Linked DNA regions of Rattus norvegicus: region 1 is linked to region 2. The links are chromatin contacts, called in public Hi-C maps. All regions are on one chromosome and are shown on one strand. The core of a region is the stretch at or near the end of the contact, and the rest is flanking DNA. Distances in the headings are between cores, read along the strand shown.

Evidence for each region. A called contact is a pair of places that touch in the nucleus more often than the background predicts.
Region 1: a Hi-C map of kidney shows a contact between it and region 2, with 1.7 times the contacts expected there. The contact joins two enhancer-like sites. A contact is called at or near these places in 3 of 12 Hi-C or Micro-C datasets (kidney and liver).

Annotation. Positions count from the first base shown.
Region 1 is chr16:62,266,776-62,273,200 of GRCr8, reverse strand. The region is part of intron 5 of Dlc1 (DLC1 Rho GTPase activating protein); the gene reads right to left. Among named protein-coding and RNA genes, the nearest start is that of Trmt9b, 230 kb to the left of the region's middle. Within about 2 kb of position 3,265, at least 17 of the 93 cell types and tissues checked have an H3K27ac peak or open chromatin away from gene starts, as enhancers often do. A contact at or near this core is called in kidney and liver, where this site is marked.
Region 2 is chr16:62,226,175-62,231,749 of GRCr8, reverse strand. All of the region lies in intron 5 of Dlc1 (DLC1 Rho GTPase activating protein), which reads right to left. Among named protein-coding and RNA genes, the nearest start is that of Dlc1, 230 kb to the right of the region's middle. Within about 2 kb of position 2,794, at least 3 of the 93 cell types and tissues checked have an H3K27ac peak or open chromatin away from gene starts, as enhancers often do. A contact at or near this core is called in kidney and liver, where this site is marked.

The DNA.
Region 1 (6,425 bases), core at 2,016-4,515, 41 kb before region 2:
GAGAGGAAAGGGGAGCTGTAACTTGTCACCTATCTGTCATTACTATCTTACTGCATTTAATTTTCACCTTTATTTTCTCCTTGAAATTGCCAGCAAGCGCTGACCACACTTCTCCTGTCTGGTGTGTGTGTGTGTGTGTGTGTGTGTGTGTGTGTGTGTGTGTGTGTGTGTGTAAAATATTGTATCATATACATGAGATAAATCTCTTAAGATTTGGGTCTGTAACACGTCTGTTTCTTTTTTCCAGATCCCTGAAATAGAAACCATGTGTCACAGCATAATAATTACAAAGTAGGAATACAGGCTAGCATTAAAATGAACAGTAATGAGGGCCCCAAACTGTGAGAGAGCTGGGGTGGGGGTGGGGATGAGGGGTGGGGGTGGGGGTGGGGGTGCTTTTCTAAATTTAGCTGAAGTCTTGGCAGGTAAAACCATCTAAAACCCACTTTCCGTGTCCGCCTTCCAGAAGACGGAAAAATTTCGCTCCTCTCATGTGTTGAATGTCGGCAACCTAAAGCTGGTCAACAATGAGGTTACATAAAATCGTAGACAGGACTGCGCCACGCCACAGACAAAGCACTTACGCAAACAGCTGGCTCTGCTCCCATAGACAAAAGATAACCATCGACTCCAGTTTAAACAAACCATGGTGTAAATATGTAAACACTCCACACAGCATCTTGGCTAATATTACAGAGATTTCCATCCCTGATAACAAGCAGTATAAATGGCACTCTTTATGCTAAGGAGGCCAGACAGCCATAATGGCCTCGTAAGCATCTAAGGTTGCCTCTAATCTTGCCCGTGTCCCGAGTCCTCTCCCAGACTAAACATGGTCACCCTGGATTCACAGTTCAAAGACACTGATTTTCTTTGGCTCGTTGGCTAAGTGCAGCCTCCCCTGCTGCACTGTGGGTTCTTGAGGGCAGGGATGGCGTTTGCGTTTGCGTTTGCGTGGCTGAATCTTTAACGCTTGGCACAACACTTGACATGAATGAACGTTTGCTTGCTTCCTATGATGGTGTTTTCTGTTTAGCCTGGTTTGCGAGGTTTTAGTAAAGCTTTTTGCATTTAAAAAATTAGTGTGTGTATGTGTGTGTGTGTGTGTGTGTGTGTGTGTGTGTGTGTGTGTGTGTGTGTGTGATGTATTTGTGTATATCGTCTCCTTACATGTGTATGAGTGAGAGCACTCATGTACACTAGAAGGGAGAAAGGGAGAGAGCTGGGTGTCCTGATCTACCACTCTCTGCTTTATTCCACTGGGACAGAGACTCTCACCAAACCTGGGACCTGGCATTTTTGCAGCAAAGCTGGCTGGACAGCGAGCCCTGGTAATCCTTTTGTGTCTGCCTCCCATAGGGCTGGTGTTATCGACGTACTTGGTCATGCTTGCCTTTTAAATGAGTGATCCCATCCAAACTTAGTCCTCAGGCTTGAGCAGCAAGCATTATTTACAAACGTGAAGGACCTCACCAGACTCTCAGATTGCTTTTGAAACGCATTTTTACTTAATGTTAATTATAATGTGATATTTTAGTGTCAGAAAATGCCAGAGAAAGATTATATATACATATATATAATATACATATATATACATATATACATATATATATATACATATATATATTTCAATACCCCCCACACACACCTGCCCTGTTTTGAATGCTGGACTGTACAGTCTTGTGGACTCTGCTTGTTGTTTTTTGGAGTGGTTTTCCTAGAATAGTTCCAAGAACTTCAAACATGCCTTTAGTCCTCATGTTATCTCCGTGCTATGGGAAACATTTTCAGTATCACCCCATGACAGCTTCCGAGGCTGGCAGCTCTGAGAGGCAGAAATGCAGAAGTATTTTCCATCCAACTAAACGCTGGCCTCTAGTCTCGGCCTTCACTCCTCATCTGGTCTCCTTAAGGTTGGCCTTTCTCAAGGACACAGGCTAAAACTGTTATCTGTATTGCTTTTGTTGTTGTTCTTGTTACCTCTCAGAGTTAAAATCTGCCTTTTCGTTGTTTATATGTTTCCAGATCTCAAGAAAAGACGTTCAATGTACTGAGAACAGGAATATTAATGTATTGCTTTTCCTTTAGTCTCCCTCAGAAAGATGCCAAACATTAAATGCAAAAATTCTGCAAAATGTTAACCTGAACAAGATTATGATGATGGATTTATAAGCGCTCCTACCCCAAGTTTCCTCAGAAATTATTATTGGCTGATTGTATGACATAAACCACAACCAGCCCTCAGATGACTACCACGCTGGCACCCATAGTGCAAAGGGGCACAGTTGTGCACCACGCACTTGTCACACTCCAGTTCTCCAAACGTGCACAAATGACAAGGATCAGTGTCCTTGTGTTTCACAGAGACAGTGGAAGAATGTATTCCTTACTGTATTGGGACTTCTCAAATTTTTAAAAATATCGAAATTATAGAATGTTGAGACATGTTGGAAAACTATTGGCACTCAATACAAAGACACATTACTTTTTTTTTTTTTTTTTGGTTCTTTTTTTCGGAGCTGGGGACCGAACCCAGGGCCTTGCGCTTCCTAGGTAAGCGCTCTACCACTGAGCTAAATCCCCAGCCCCGACACATTACTTTTGAAAGACATGATATTTTAAAAAAATTAAGTCATTTTCCTCCATGCATTGAACACGGAATGGATGGAAGGTCAGCCCCTGACAGTGATAAGGAACCTCAAGTCTCTTCCTGTTCTGAGCTCTCTATGGGCTCTGAGGCTGACGTTGTTGAGCCTTCATCCTGTAGCATTACATCTTTGCCTGAAATGAGGCCCCAGCTGTGCCCCCAAACTTCGAACCAATGTCGAGTGGTGTTTGTAATGTAACGCATTCCATATAAGTACTTTTAATTGATTTTCTTCCAAGAATATATTCTGAATAAATTGTACCTGGGTTTCACCTCTCACGCTAAACGAAGGCTTCGAGTATATGGAAAATAATCTGACGACTCAGACAGGAAGTGAGGTGATGTTGTTAAAGCTGGACGCCCTTACCGTTGTGGAAGTGAAGGGAAAATACTCAGATGGGGATCTTTCTAACTAGGGGCGAATCCTCTTATGATCCATTTCGAGACCTTGCTTTGCTTGAACAATTCCAGGAAAGTTGCTCTTGTAATTTCCAGAACTCAGTTGGCAGGTTTTCAAGGTCACCCTGTCTTTTGCTTTGTGAGGAGGACCATGTGGACTCTGCACTGGGAAAGCAGCCTGTGCTCATAGTGACTGCTGTGTCCCAGGCTGCTCTTATCACTGGTGGGTGGAACTGGCACCTTGTCAAGTGTTACTGAAGAGCCCTCCTTTCTGCACTGCCTTGCTTGAGGAGACCGGGCTAGAAGGAAGGGTTCTGCCAACCACACCCCTGTAATGTCAAGGTGTATTTTTTTTTTTCACGAATGTGGAAATACTTCTCTTGGAGAAAGGTGTAAGGAGACAAACCAATTGCCACTTCTGAGGAGAGAAAATTGCTTATCTTCATCCACTTTGAACTTTACAGATTTACCTCTGCGGGGTTCCGGAGGAGGGAAAGAGGGGAAAACTACTGATCTGAGAGCCTGTGGTAACTAATGAGCGACAACAGATGGATTTTAGCAAGATGAACTTGTCAAGAGCTCAGTTCATGATGAGAGGTGAGATACTGCCATACCCAACAGCATGGAGTTACACAGCACTTGTCCAATCACTCAACTGCCTTGCAAGAGTGCCTAGACAACATACGCCTTTGTAAATTAATTGATTGGTCCGCCCATTCATCCATCCATCCATCCATCCATCCATCCATCATCCAGTAAATATTGAATGTAAGTTATCTATCATGTACTGGATATTATTGTAAGCAGGGTTATAGCAATGGAAAACAAAAAAACAAAAAGCCAAATCCAACCAACTGTAGTGGTTTGAATAGGCTTGGCCCCCATAGACTCTTGTGTTTGAATGCTTGGCTCATAAGAAGTGGCTATTAGGAGGTGTGGCCTTTGTGGAAGGGGTGTGGCCTTCGTGGAAGGGGTGTGGCCTTTTTAGAGGAAGTGTACCACTGAGGAGTTGGATCTCTGGGTCTTAAAGGCTTAAGCTAGCCAAGTGTGGAATAAATAAGGTCTCATCCTTCTGCTGCCTTTGGTTCAAGACGTAGAACTCTCCGCTCCTCCAGCCCCATGTCTGTCTGCACACTGCTGTGCTTCTTGCCATGATGATAAGGGACTAAACCTCTGGAACTGTAAGCCAGCCTCAATGAAATGTCTTCCTTTCTAAGAGTTGCCCTGGTTGTAGTGTCTCTTCACAGCAAGGGAAATCCTAAGAGACCAGCCCACCACCTAAACAAACAACAGCCCTGAGTCTCTTGACTTTGTAAGCTTACTTTCTAACGGTCCCATCTCCCACATTCTCCACATTCTTATCATGGGATAAAATTAATGGTTCATTCTTCAGTGTTTTACATTTTTTTAAATTAATGAGACATGTACTGTGTGATGAGCTAGTAGAATTTTTATTTAAATATTCATCACATGTGGACCAAATAAACTTCAAAGAAAGAGACAATACACTTCGCTATATATTCATGCTTCAAAAAATTGTGCTGTAAATAGCACTGTTGAAGATAACACTTTATTCAAGGAAGATTTACTATCCACATCTGTTTGCAATTCTACTGATTATCTTTAAAATATTAGATGCCCATTGGAAACTGCATTTTTTTTCAGCTGTGTTTGATTACCTAGGAATAGAATAGAAGTCCATGGAACAACCTGCTTACTTTTCTGCCCAATTCTACAAAGGGCTACAAAGTATTCCTCAGTGTGCCCACCGGGTGTGTCATTCTAGTCAACCCACTGTTGGTTAAGTTCCTGCTCTTGTCCTTGGGAATCTCAGTGCCTCTATCTGGGACCTTTGCGTCTCTTATGCACTTTGCTAGAAAGGCTTTCTAGATGGCTTCTCTTCCTGGCCCCATTTTCCTGCCTACTAGGTCATGTTATTCCTTCCCTTTGTCCCTTTCCCAGTGCTTTCTTGCTCTAGATGATTTTAACCCACCTGGTCTCCTCTCTTGCCTGGCTTCCCAGGCTCTCATTCCCACCCAGGTACCAACTCAATTTAGTAGCGATCACAGTGACAATGTTAAGAGCAACACTTGATAGTCGCAGTTAGAAATGATTTTACACGAGGGTCTCATGCTAACTCTTCAATGTCAAAGACCTCAACGATTCCCATTTGGCCGAGAGTTTTCATTTAAGAGAACACCTCTGATTAGCTCTAAGCCACGCCACGGCTGGAGGCAAGGTCTGAATTCTAAGCCACTTATCTAGCTCCTGCTCCTTTTCACAGCACATTCTTTGCTCTGCTTGGCTCAAGTCCACTTTGGAGTTCTACCACTTGCCTCCAGTGGCATCTCCTCCCAACACACCCTGGTGCTTTCACTACCCTCGTTGCCCCACATTTCCGTCCTGTGTAACTTGCCAGGACTCTGAGTTATGCTGAAATAACCACTCCTTCGTTCACTTCCTAAACAGTCTGCCACACAGTTGCCCTCCCCTTTTCTCTGTCTCTGTCTCTGTCTCTGTCTCTGTCTCTGTCTCTGTCTCTCTCTCTCTCTCTCTCTCTCTGTGTGTGTGTCTCCCTCCCCTTTCTCTTTTAATAGTTTTCCTAGCAAAGGGTTAGAGCTGAGTTTCTGAACCTCATTTTGCATCAAATTATTCTTTGTCATGAGGGACTGTCCTGTATGAAGCAGCATACACACTGCTAACATCTTCTATATTGAGAAGAAGGAAAAAGAAAACAACTTCGGACATTGTAAGATGTTCCATGGGAAACAAATCGCTCCTGGCTGAGAACCTCTGACTTAGTTTGTCATTGTTCTTTAGCTGCTTGACATGGGACAGGTGTGTGTCCCAAGGGCAGTGTGGTGTATTATAACTATCCTTGAAGGTATTCTGCACCAAGACAAAACTCAAGTTATAGACCCTACTTGTATCTCTCTCCAGCAGCTATTGTCTCAGAATTGAAACATCCCATATTCCCCAGCCACCTAGAGAGAGGAAGGATACTCAAAAGGCTCAGGAAGTAAACAAAGTTTACAAAACTTACAAAGCCGAGGAAAGTTATGGCACTGAACTGGATTCACAAGGCCCCTCCTCAAGGGAAAAACCTACTGCTGCAGAGGTGGAATCTTTGTGATGAAGCCTCCAAGCTATATGAAAGCCTCCTGAAGCAGTTGGGCACCGACATAGTTAGCACTAAACCACTTCCTTAGCATGAACAGGGCCTTGGTTCTATTACCAAATACTACCCCCCCACACACACTGAAAATGAATGTTCAAATTAAAACTTGCATACAGTTTTCATATCAGCACTCTTCATAATAGAGTAGAAACATTTCTTCAAAAAATAGAAACATTTTAGGCACCCTAGGATGGACTAATG
Region 2 (5,575 bases), core at 1,545-4,044:
AGCTCATAATCATCTGTAATTCTAATCCACAGGGATCTGATACATTTTTCTGGCATCCTCTGGAACCAGGGACACACATGGTAACGGATATACATTTTAGCAATCTATGCAAAACACAACACATATAATTCTTTATAATTAAAAAGGAAAACCACAGATGTTGCAATCCTTGGACAATTCTGGTTCCCCCAAACCACCATGTTCCTTTGTTCTGTCTTTTTTTTCCCCATCCCACTTAAATGGCATTTATACTTGTTTCTCCTGAGGATGAGACTAGAACATTGGCCTAATTGAACTTCTCTGTATCATATTGCTTGACGAAAGGGTCCTGGGGCGCTATGTGTTTACATAACAGCACCGTATACAAATAAGTGAGTGTTGCTGTTTCCAACAGACCAGGTAGAGAACACTAACATTCAACAGCCCCAAAGATATAAGAAGCATCTAATTAACCACTCCCTCACTTTAAGAGAAGAACCCACACTAAGAGAGAGGGTTATAAAGCTGTGCTTTGGATACAAGTGAGGGAATTGAATTGAGAACGAAGATTTGGATGAGAGAATAAGGCTACATTGTTGGAAACTAGGAGTAAGCCATGGATGTGGAAGTGCACAGGAGACAGTCAGGAAGTGAACAGTCAGGAGACAGGTGTGACAAGCAGGGTGTCACTGAGTGAAATAGGGTCATCAGAAGCCAGGAGAACTGTGTGGGTTTCATATGGCTGGAAAGCGTATGACCCTGGAGACTGATGGACCACACTAATGATAAGGTACAGGTGAGAACGGCATGATGATGAAGTGTGTGTGTGTGTGTGTGTGTGTGTGTGTGTGTGTGTGTGTGCGCTGTACTCATGATGTTTGAAGACCTTGACTGTGTTTAGGTGAGAGTATGGTGGACATGCACCGTGAGGGCAGACAGAGGAGTGGGAAGGAAGAGGCAGAGACCCAGAAGCAGGATCAGCTGGATCTGTGGGTGACTTGATAGGAGGAAGTGCAGTGGTCTGCTCTGCAGAGGAGCAGAATCTGGAGGATTGGGGATGAAAGTACCCCTCATTCAACACTTGTGAAAAACATGTAGCACATAGTATGGAGAATATAAAATTAAACAATGTAGGAAAAAGTGAAAGAGAGGGAGGGAGGTTCAAATGGTTCTAGATGGATAAAAGTGTAACTTAAGTACACACACATACACACAAACACACACACACACGTTTGAACTTTAAAAATTATCCACATAAAAATAATAGTAGAATCTAGAAGTGCTTTATGAAAAAACTATGAATGATAGGCAAGAGCAGGACTTCTTTAAATGGCTTCTGAGTATTTGAATGGCCCTGCAAGAACGTGAGGCAGATGTTTCACCTTGACTTCTAATAACTACGTTTTTCCTACTTGGTTCTACACAGGATGCACTTGTGATGTAATATGTAATGTTGACATGTATGTCTTTAAATTTGGAAATGTGTATGTATTTGTTTGAGTTTATACAGACGCTCATGGATTCCGTCATTCCAAAATTGCTGCTGATCTAAGGATTGGAAAAATGAATGTATGCGGTGCTAAGTTCTTATCTTCTAGAACTTACATACCATAGGGAGAAAGAGACAATAGGTAAACATAGAGAAGAAACCAGACTAAGGCCTGGGGAGATGGCTCAGTTGGTAAGGTACTTTCCTTGAAAATACAAGAAAGTGAGTTCAAACCTCAGTATCCACATTAAAACGTTGGGCAGAGTGGCCGGACCTTGTAATCTTGGGAGCTGTGGGGAGACAGTAGGTACCTGGGGCTGTTTGGCCAGCCAGCCTTACCTAACCTATTTGATGAATTCTAGACTATTAAGAGACCCTGCCTCAAACCAGAACACATACAAAAAAGAAAAACAAACAAATAAAAACACCAAGATGCCTGTCATGCAAGAACTGACATCTGAGGTCATATTTGAACCTCCATATGCATGCACATACATGCACACACACATACATAAGCATACATGCACACACATATGCACACACACCCAAGCATGCACACATGCACTTGGATTGGAAAAATGAATGCATGCGGTGCTAAGTTTTATATGGCTGGAAAGTGTATGACCCTGGAGACTGATGGACCACACTAATGATCATGGCACATGTAAGCATGCACACATACATGCTCTCACACGTGTGTGTGTGCACGCACACACACACACACACACATTTTTTAAGTGGTTTGCACTTAGTTGATAGAGAACCCAGGTATATCACAATGACCTGGGGTGTCTTTTCAGCATATGTAGACTTTTTAAAAAAGATTTATTTGTTTTATGTAAGTTCACATTTATTTTATGTTGTCTTAAGACACACCAGAAGACGGCATCAGACTCCATTACAGATCGTTGTGAGCCACCATGTGGTTGCTGGGAATTGAACTCGGGACCTCTGGAAGAACAGTCTGTGCTCTTCACCACTGAGCCATCACTCCAGCCGTCATATGTAAACATTTTAACGGATCTAAGAATGATCCAAACAAGAACACTGTATATGAGTATCTGGGAAATGTGTTCAGGCTGAGGGAAGAACAAATACCAAGGGCCAGCAAATGAGGCCAGAGAGCTTGGGATGTGGTAAACTAGCAAAAGGATGTAAGAAAGTAAGGTAGAGGGGTGGCAAGTGCAAGGTCAGCATAGACTTGTTGGCCCTTGAAGATGTCCTTGTAAATACGACAGAACAATGCAGGAGGGCTGGTTAACTATCATGCTAGCTGCAGTGTTTGAATACAGCATACAGAGGACAAGGGTTGGGATAGGAAAGCAGCCGAGAGGACTCTGTAAGAATACACATGCACAGTGGCGGTGGCATGGCTGGTGGCAGTGAGATGGTGACAAGTGATCAGACTGCTGATGTGTTTACAGGAAAGGCTGACACAATTGTCTGATGGAAGGAATTTGAGGTATGACAGGACAGAGGAGCCAGAGGTGACTCCCGTGAACCAAGATGAAAACGAAAAAGACATGTTTCTTTTAGGGGGAGGGGCAAATCAAAGAGCTCAATTTTGGACATGTTAAGTGATTTGGGGCATGATTTCCGGGTATGTTTCCTCATCTGTGAGACAAAGATAATAATAGACTCTGACTTTAAGTTTGTTTCGTATTTAGTGACAACATATGCAGGAGCTCTGAACAGAGACCCTCCCACTGAGCATTAGGGTGTCCATGAAGAATCAGGTAGCAGAAAACTGAGGCAAAACTCCAGTCTTACACTATGTCACTATGAGGGTGTTACTATGAAAACACTATTTTTCCCTGCTTCTAATTGCCAAATATACTCAACTTTTACTATCCACATTCACTACCTCCCTGAGTTGTACTTAGACTCCAGGACTAAATTTCATACAAGTGAACTTCAGACTTATAATCTCCTCCAAACAGACACCTAGTTACATTTTAGCTTCCTCTGAATAAGAAGACACCCTAATGAGACACAGTCACTCATTATGTACAATTTTCACTCAAAACTTCAACCATGTTCATTTCATTTAAATGGTCCTTCTTGGCTAGAGAGTTGAAGACATTAATATTTAAAGTTATTAGTGAAAGGTGTATGCTATTGTTGTCTTCGTGTTTTCTGTTTGTGTTCTTGGCTATATTTTGTGTTTTGGAAATTATAGCTTTATTTGTTTACTTGCTCTGGCTTCTTGTACTGGCATATTCCTCAGTCTGATGTACTGATTCCAGATTTGCTGGGTATGTGTGTATATAACAAGAATAATAAAGATGTGATGAATTATAAAGGGTATGAGGGGTCATAGAAGGAGTTGCAGGGGGAGGAAGATGGATGTCAATATAGTACTCTTGAATGTATTTCTCAAAAATTAAATTAAAACACCTTGTTCATATAGTGTTTATTTAATCATATTGATAATTTAATATTGTTCATGATATGTGAAATAAATATACATGCTTTTATGTGCATATATATACATGCATATTTTTAACATTGTTGGCATTCTATTATCTATATCATTTATATTTTAATGTTTTAAAACAACTATCCTGTGTTCTTTATACAATGTGGAGTTTCTTTCCGCAGTGGGTGTTCTTATAGACCTCTGGTATATATGTAATACTTGTTAAAATCTCTGCCTGTATGTGCATAACTTGGGCTATGAAACTTTATCCTTCGATGAATTACTTTACCACCTCGAAACTTCTAAGCATACATACATGGGGATCTGAACAAAAACATTCGCAACAGCAAGTACTTGTATTAGCATGTGGCTGCAAGGAATCTAAGTACGAGTGAATTACTGCATGGCTCTGTATCAGCAGCGAGGGTGAACACGTTGGACTGGAACAAGGACGGACATCAGGAACTCAAGCCTGAGCTAGAAAAGTTGCTGACGGACATTTGCAGTGCTACACCACCTCCTGCTTTCAAATGTGCCAAGATAATTAATACTGTTTGGAATGTCCAAACGTATGATGAGATAAAACCACCGGGATAAAGCCTCAGCTACAAGGGGGGAAAACAGGGTGGATGATGCCATCCAGGAGAGGTGTACAGGGACCTTCACGGTAATGGGGATGTTTTATTACTTGTTAGTGGTTGAGACTTGTATATCTTGAATGTCTGAAATGTTTAATGAAATAACCTTGCTATGAGTTAATAAACCTAAAGATTATTTGTGGAGACAAGGCTTCGTGGAAGAGAGGATAATTTCAAACATTACTCAAACTGTATTTAATCAACAAACAATGGGTTGGACATAAAAAACGGCAGCCCAAGCCACAGGAGACGCTGGGACCTAGTGTCCCGTGGTGCCACTGCATGGGCCATTAGCTATAGCAACATCTCTTTCGTTTTACAAAGAAATTAGTACATACCACACTCTTCAAACAAAGAGTGAACAAAGATTACTCACTCTTAAAAAGTTATTAAAAGCACTTGGCTTTTGACCCTTACAACTCAATTTTGACGGAGGATGGATCAGTTTTTTTCTTAAGTAATAAAAATAGTCAAATACCATTTTAAGCTCCATCAAAAATAACAAAACAAAACCCCAGATATTACCTAAGGTACCAAGACTTAAAAAGAAAAAAGTAAGAAAGAGAGAAAGGAAAAAATAGAGAAAGGAAGGAAGAAAGAGAGAGAGAGAAAGAGAGAAAGGAAGAAATCCAGGCTTTTATTTTAAGATCAGAGAAGAGGTAAAATAATGAACTTTTACTATTAATTCATTAAAATATCTAATGTTCAAACAGGGAACAGCGTAGGTCAATGAGAAAGAAAACATTTCCATTCAAGGCTGAGTTAAACCCAGTGAGCTTATTGAATGAAGTCTCTCATTTTAAGCACAAAATGGGGAGATGGACGCTATTATACAGTTGCGAAGGACACTCGAGAGCGGTGGGCTGGGCGGGTGTGTAGTGGTGAGGATTAATGAGGGTGAGAGGTTGTGGAGGGTCGCTCTGAGGACAGTATATGCAGCAGCATGGGAGTCATTCTCAGGGTCACTGAAATGAAAACATTTTCTGTGGTCTGGCATCACAGGAATGGGAGTTCGGAATGTGTGTGGTGATGTCTGCTAAAGATGGGTGC